Regions from separate parts of the Mus musculus genome. Here region 2 is linked to region 1. Evidence: chromatin contacts called from public promoter capture Hi-C data. All regions are on one chromosome and are shown on one strand. Each heading gives the region's core, a stretch centred on a gene start, on an enhancer-like site or on the middle of the called end of the contact. The rest is flanking DNA. Distances are from core to core; before and after follow the strand shown. Region 1 has its middle 12 kb from the start of Gm39767. Region 2 holds the start of Acbd5 (acyl-Coenzyme A binding domain containing 5).

The links. Promoter capture Hi-C pulls out the DNA fragments that hold promoters and counts their contacts.
Region 2: a contact with region 1 is called in a promoter capture Hi-C map of hippocampal neurons, with 4 times the contacts expected there. The contact joins the promoter of Acbd5 here to the enhancer-like site in region 1. A contact is called at or near these places in 6 of 39 promoter capture datasets (the 3T3-L1 cell line, the HPC-7 cell line, HPC-7-derived erythroid cells and 3 more) and 1 of 115 datasets of contacts at active chromatin or transcription factors (pancreatic cancer cells).

The regions. Positions count from the first base shown.
Region 1 is chr2:21,975,217-21,977,916 of GRCm38.p6, reverse strand. No RefSeq gene overlaps it. Among named protein-coding and RNA genes, the nearest start is that of Gm39767, 12 kb to the right of the region's middle. Within about 2 kb of position 1,401, at least 11 of the 459 cell types and tissues checked have an H3K27ac peak or open chromatin away from gene starts, as enhancers often do.
Region 2 is chr2:23,067,622-23,070,321 of GRCm38.p6, reverse strand. It overlaps Acbd5 (acyl-Coenzyme A binding domain containing 5), which reads right to left and starts at 1,250. Exons shown (of 14, transcript NM_001355637.1): 1 at 1,038-1,250; 2 at 703-871. The coding sequence starts at 1,052.

The sequences.
Region 1 (2,700 bases), core at 152-2,651:
GGGAAAAGGGCTGAAGGCTTATGCCATCCAGAAAACGAACTTGTCTCTAAGCAAGAAGTCTCTCACAGTCGTGACAGCTTGTCAGATCCCTTCCCAAGAATGACTAGAACTTAACAACAAGAGGCCATTGATAGATAGAACCACATCTTAACCAAGACTTCTTATTTATACTTCTTGCTCCATTTTAAAATCTTAACCTTATGTCAAAACCCTTCAAGAAGGGACTTGAGAAGTCACTGGATGCCTCTGTATCTCCACTAGGGAGCAAATGTAATCTGAGATCTCTACTATGTGACAGGGTGTGAGAACAGGGATGGATATACATGACTGAGGCTATGTGACAGTCTTTCTCTGGAGTGGGATTTGGAGTCTGGTGGCAGCAGAGCTTGGGAGTATTTGTCCTGCTTGCAGCCTTCTCTATTGTAGGACCTGGTTCCTTGATGGTTTTCTAACATGGGGTAATATTTATTCTGCTGGGGCTTTTTGTTGTTGTTGTTGTTGCTTTGTTTTGTTTTGTTTTGTTTTGTTTTGTCACAAACAGTATCTGGGGTTCTCAGTATGAGGTGAGGTGTGAGGGCCCAAATGTCCTACTTTTCTGTTGCTGTGATAAAACACCATGACTAAGGTAACTTAGAAAGGATCTAGTCTGAAGCTTATGGTTCTATAGGGTTAGAGGCCTTGACAATCATGGCACAGAGCATGTCAGCAGGCACCGTTCTGGAGCAACAGCCGAGCATGCACATCTTGAGACCATGAGGCACAGGGAGAGACACTAAGAATAGTGAGTCTTTTGAAACCTGAAAGTCCACCCCCAGTGACACATCTCTTCCAACAAGGTCACACCTCCTAAACCTTCCCAGACCCCCATCTGAAGGCCAAGAATTTAAACATATTAGCCTATGAATGCCATTCTCATTCAAACTAACACACCCAGCACACCTAGGAATAAGGGGATTGTCCAAGTAAGTACAACTATGCCCACAAAGGGCAGAAGAGTTAGTTTGCCTTGGAACTAAATATAAGTGACCATGTGATGGCTCTCTGCTGGCAGGCTGAGAGGAGAGAGCCCTGTCCAGCCAGGGCTGAAGCAGGATGGTGAATTGTTGCAGTTCAGATCTTCTACCCATCTGGAAAATAACCACCCCGAGCTGGGAGTCTCTTGAAGCAGGAACTTGTTTAAATATATATATATATTTATTATTTATATATATATATAAAGGGCTGATAGAGGAGGTGGGTTTTTGTTTTTGTTTTGTTTTGTTTTGTTTTTGCTGAGTTGAGATGAGATAGGGGGAGGGGAAAGGTGATGAAAGGAATTGGTGACTGACAGCCAACAAAGTTAAGTCAGCAGTAGCTAGGCAAAGGAGGTTGTGCTGAGTCACTTCAGTACAGAAGTGACTGAGACAGTTTTCAAAACTGGAGCCAGGCTTGGGTTTGCCCTTAAGGCACAAACCAGGACCATATAGGGCCCAACAACCATGTGCCAGAAGCTGATATAAGCTACTCTAATTTTCATGTGGTAACAGTTGGGTAAAATTTTATAGTAACAAAGAAAGTCATAAATCAAGGCACATTTTAAATACATTTTTGGAAACATTAGGTCTGTGGATTAGGAGTAGAGTAGGAAAATCTATGCTATGAGCTAAGGTGCTATCTGTCTATTTTCCATTCATAGCCATTTGGTTGGTGAAAGCTAGTCTTTTAAGGTAATACGTTCTAAAAGTTCCCACCATTTTCTTTTTAAATAACGAATTGAGGCCTACAAGATTGCTCAGTTGGTCAAACCATTTGCTTCTAACTTGGGGCCTACTTGGTGGAAAGAACCAACTAACAAAAGTTGTTCTCTGACCTGTACACACACACACACACACACAAACACAAACCATGACATATGTGCAGCCCCCTCACAATTAATTAATTAATTAATTAATTAATGCAGTAAATAGTCAATTGTCTTCTGTTCCAGAGACTATCATGTACTTCACAGAAGGCTCTGAATCTGCCCTGCACTGCTTTATTTTATTGTGTATCAAGTAATTGTGTTTGATTCAAGGAGATGTGCAGGCACTCTCTGAGAAGGCTTATAAAAATCAATACATCCACAGCCAGAAGTAAATAATGTGGCTTTAAAAAGGTCAACTTGACAGAGAGTGTAGACAACAGCCTGTGAAGTGATTCAAGGCCACAAGGCCAGTCAGTCCTTCCCTAGAGAGGCTGTGACTAGAAGCTGCACAATCAACCTTCTCCTTCTGCAAAGAAAAATGCTTATGTTTCCATGAACTTGCTTTGTTCTTGCAGAGCCAGTGGGAAGCAGCAATGTAATCAGGAGGGTTAGCAGCCTCAATTAGTTACATTCCTGTTGCTGTGACGAAATGCCATGACCAAAAGCAACTTACAGGAGAGTTTATTTTACCTTAGAGTCCTATAGGGAGAGTCCTAATGTCCAGGAAGGCATAGCAGGATGATAGGAACTGCAGGCTGGTGATCACTTCTTTATGTACACACAGGAAGTAGAGAGATAGATCTCGAAGGCTTTGAGGCTATAAACCCTCAAAGTTCACCCACAGTAATATGCTTCCTTCAGCAAGGCTGTATTATATAATGTCCCCACCTAACACCACGAGTAGTGATGGGACCAAATATTCAAATACAGTAGCCTATGGGAGATATTTCTTAATCAAACCTCCACAAAGCCACTGG
Region 2 (2,700 bases), core at 1-2,500, 1.1 Mb before region 1:
AAAAGAAAAGTGGGAAGACATTAAATACTATACAAATATAGTAATGTTATGTTTGACTTGGCCTACAAATCTAGCACACACAATAAAAATGCTTAAGATAATTTTAATCTAATTTATTATGAAAAGTAAATCACAATGCAAATGGATATAAAATTTCAAAGTAAAAGTCTCTCTTCCCAAGCTTCTCTATTTAGAACACTGAAAAAAAAATTTAGTGATGGAAAAAAAAATCCTTAACACTGGTCAGACAAAATTATAAAAAGTTTTACAAGCTGTTGCCAGGATACACACAAAGAAAACCGTACCTGACACATCATAGTCAAAATAATCATTTTACACGAGAATATAGTTGTCCTTTCCTTTCCGCTTCATATCAAAGTTTCTGAAGGTTCGGATTACACTTTTGAGTTAGGTAGCACCAGACATCCCTCCCCAGTTTTTGTTTTTGTTTTTTAACTTTCCCAAATCCACAGTCATTAAGTGATAAGACTTGTTCTCAAGAATATAAACTACTTAAAACCTAGATAATACGTCGCCTTTGGCCTCAAAAATCAGCGGTAATTAATTAGCATTCAATACCATTCTTTCAATTACATTTCTTTCAATTACATTTCTTTTAATGACAGAGCGAGAGGGGGCGCTAAATAAGGTAGACTAGAAGCAGCTGGAAAAGGTCTTTTACCTAGAGCCCACTGCACATACCATTTTTCGGCAAACTCTGGATCACCTTCACGGCCGCCTCAAATCTGGTTTCATACACTGACGGTGTGTCCGCCATCTCCAGCTGCCAGCGCCGGCCTCGGTCCCAAGGTCTGTCCGCGGTAATCACACAGCAGCAGCAGCACCAGCTTCCCCAAGAGCCTGCATGAAACTGAACACCGAGCGCAGCAGCGGATTAATGACAGGAGCATAGCTGGTCAATTCCCCTTTGCCTGCCCAATCAAGGCCACATCAACTCAGGTGGCCCGGTTCCTTCCTCCTTCGTGGGGCGTGTCTAAGAGTACATCCCAGCCAACAAAAACAGCCAAACAACTCACCGCGAGGAAGAGCATCTCTAGCAGCAGGCCTTGGAGGTTGAGCCGCCCGTGATAGCGGACCCTTTCTCCCACCCGGAAGATGCCGGCCAACCAATCACACCCCCCATTCCTGAGAAGTTCTGCCGTCGGTGGGCAGCCGCCCCACAGCCCCGCCCCAGAGTCACCGGAGGACCCACTAGCCTCCGCCGCCGCGGCCGCCGTGCAGCAAACCCCACCCACCCGCTCCGCCGCGGTGACGTGCACGGGCTGCGCGTTCTCAGAGGAGGGGAAAAGAGGCTGCAAGGCGCTCCGGCTGGGGTTGGTCTGTGGAGAACCCGGTGCTTGTTTATGTTCGGGCTGAGGACAGCAAGCCTGGTGACGCGCTAGGATTCTATGCCAGGTCCTAAAGGTGGCCCCTGGATACCGCTAGTGTTTAAAGAAAAGAAAAACACAAGAGTCGGTGGTCCTCAATGCCTAGCCTCGGGGTTAAACCGGAGAAGGGAGTGAATCATAAAAGTGGCTTCAAAACTTCTTTTGACATTTACTCTCTGTGACCTAGGAGAAGGCACTTGACCTCTTCTGTGGATATACAACACGCTAAAGGGGAGAAAGGGAGGATTAAGGGCAAGGATGGAAGGGCTTAGCCCTGGCCCCCAAGTCTGGGACAGCTTTCACCGTCTGGCCCCAAGGGTGGCCGCGGAGAGAGCAAAGGTGAGCGGTGGCGGCCTGCTGCGCAACACCTCCACTACCCACTCTCCAGGCCCAGGAGACAGGCACAGCCACGTCCAGCTCCGCCGGAGGCTAGGGATGGAGATGGTCGGTGAACAACGTAATGCCCGCGTTGTAGGCACTTAGGAAGCTCCCCGCAGGCGTAGAGTGCCGTGGCCTGGAAATCTCAAGGACGCCCCGCTGGGAACGTCAGTTTTGTCGGTTTAGGATGGGTTGGGAAGATTACTCGTAAAAATCTAGTTGCGAACTATAAGTCACTCTTCCCTTGGAGCCGCGATGTCGGCATTTACCTTGATATAGCCAAATGACTGGCAAGGCCTGTCCGTTTTGTCTCGACGCCTGCCCCGCACCTTGCCCCCGCGGGCTTATGGGAACTGTAGTCCCCCGGCGCTTCCGGACACCTTCCTCTGTAGGCTGGCGTAGTCCCCCTCCGGTTCCGGTTCGGTTTTTCCTTGTAGCCCACCCTTCCTGTGTGTGGCGGAAGTTCCTTTCTTCCGGATTGCGTTTGGGGCGTCTCCGAAGTACTTCTTAAGCTTCGAGCAGAAAGGAATCCTCTGACATAGCTTGTTTATCTGGGTATTGAGAACAGTGTCGTCTGAAGAGTTCTTTCAGGGCTCATGCGGCCTGTATTCAAAAGTACCCCAGAAACAGTTCCGGACTCACTGATCGTTTAATCAAAAAGACCAAAGGCACTGGAGGAACGCAGGCTTCACTAGAGAACCGCTCCCTAGTACTTCACCGCCTTCATATGTGTGATGTTTGGCAAACGTATGATCTGTTTCAAAAGCACTGTAAGGTGTTGATAGATGAGGAAATGATAGTTGACTTGCCCAAGGTCCTAAAATTTAATGATTTAGCAAGCGAGTGTCAGTCAAATCATAAAACCTGCTATGAATATGTGACTTGTCCTAATCATGTAAAAGGGAAACACAAGTTTTCTAACCTTCTCAACATG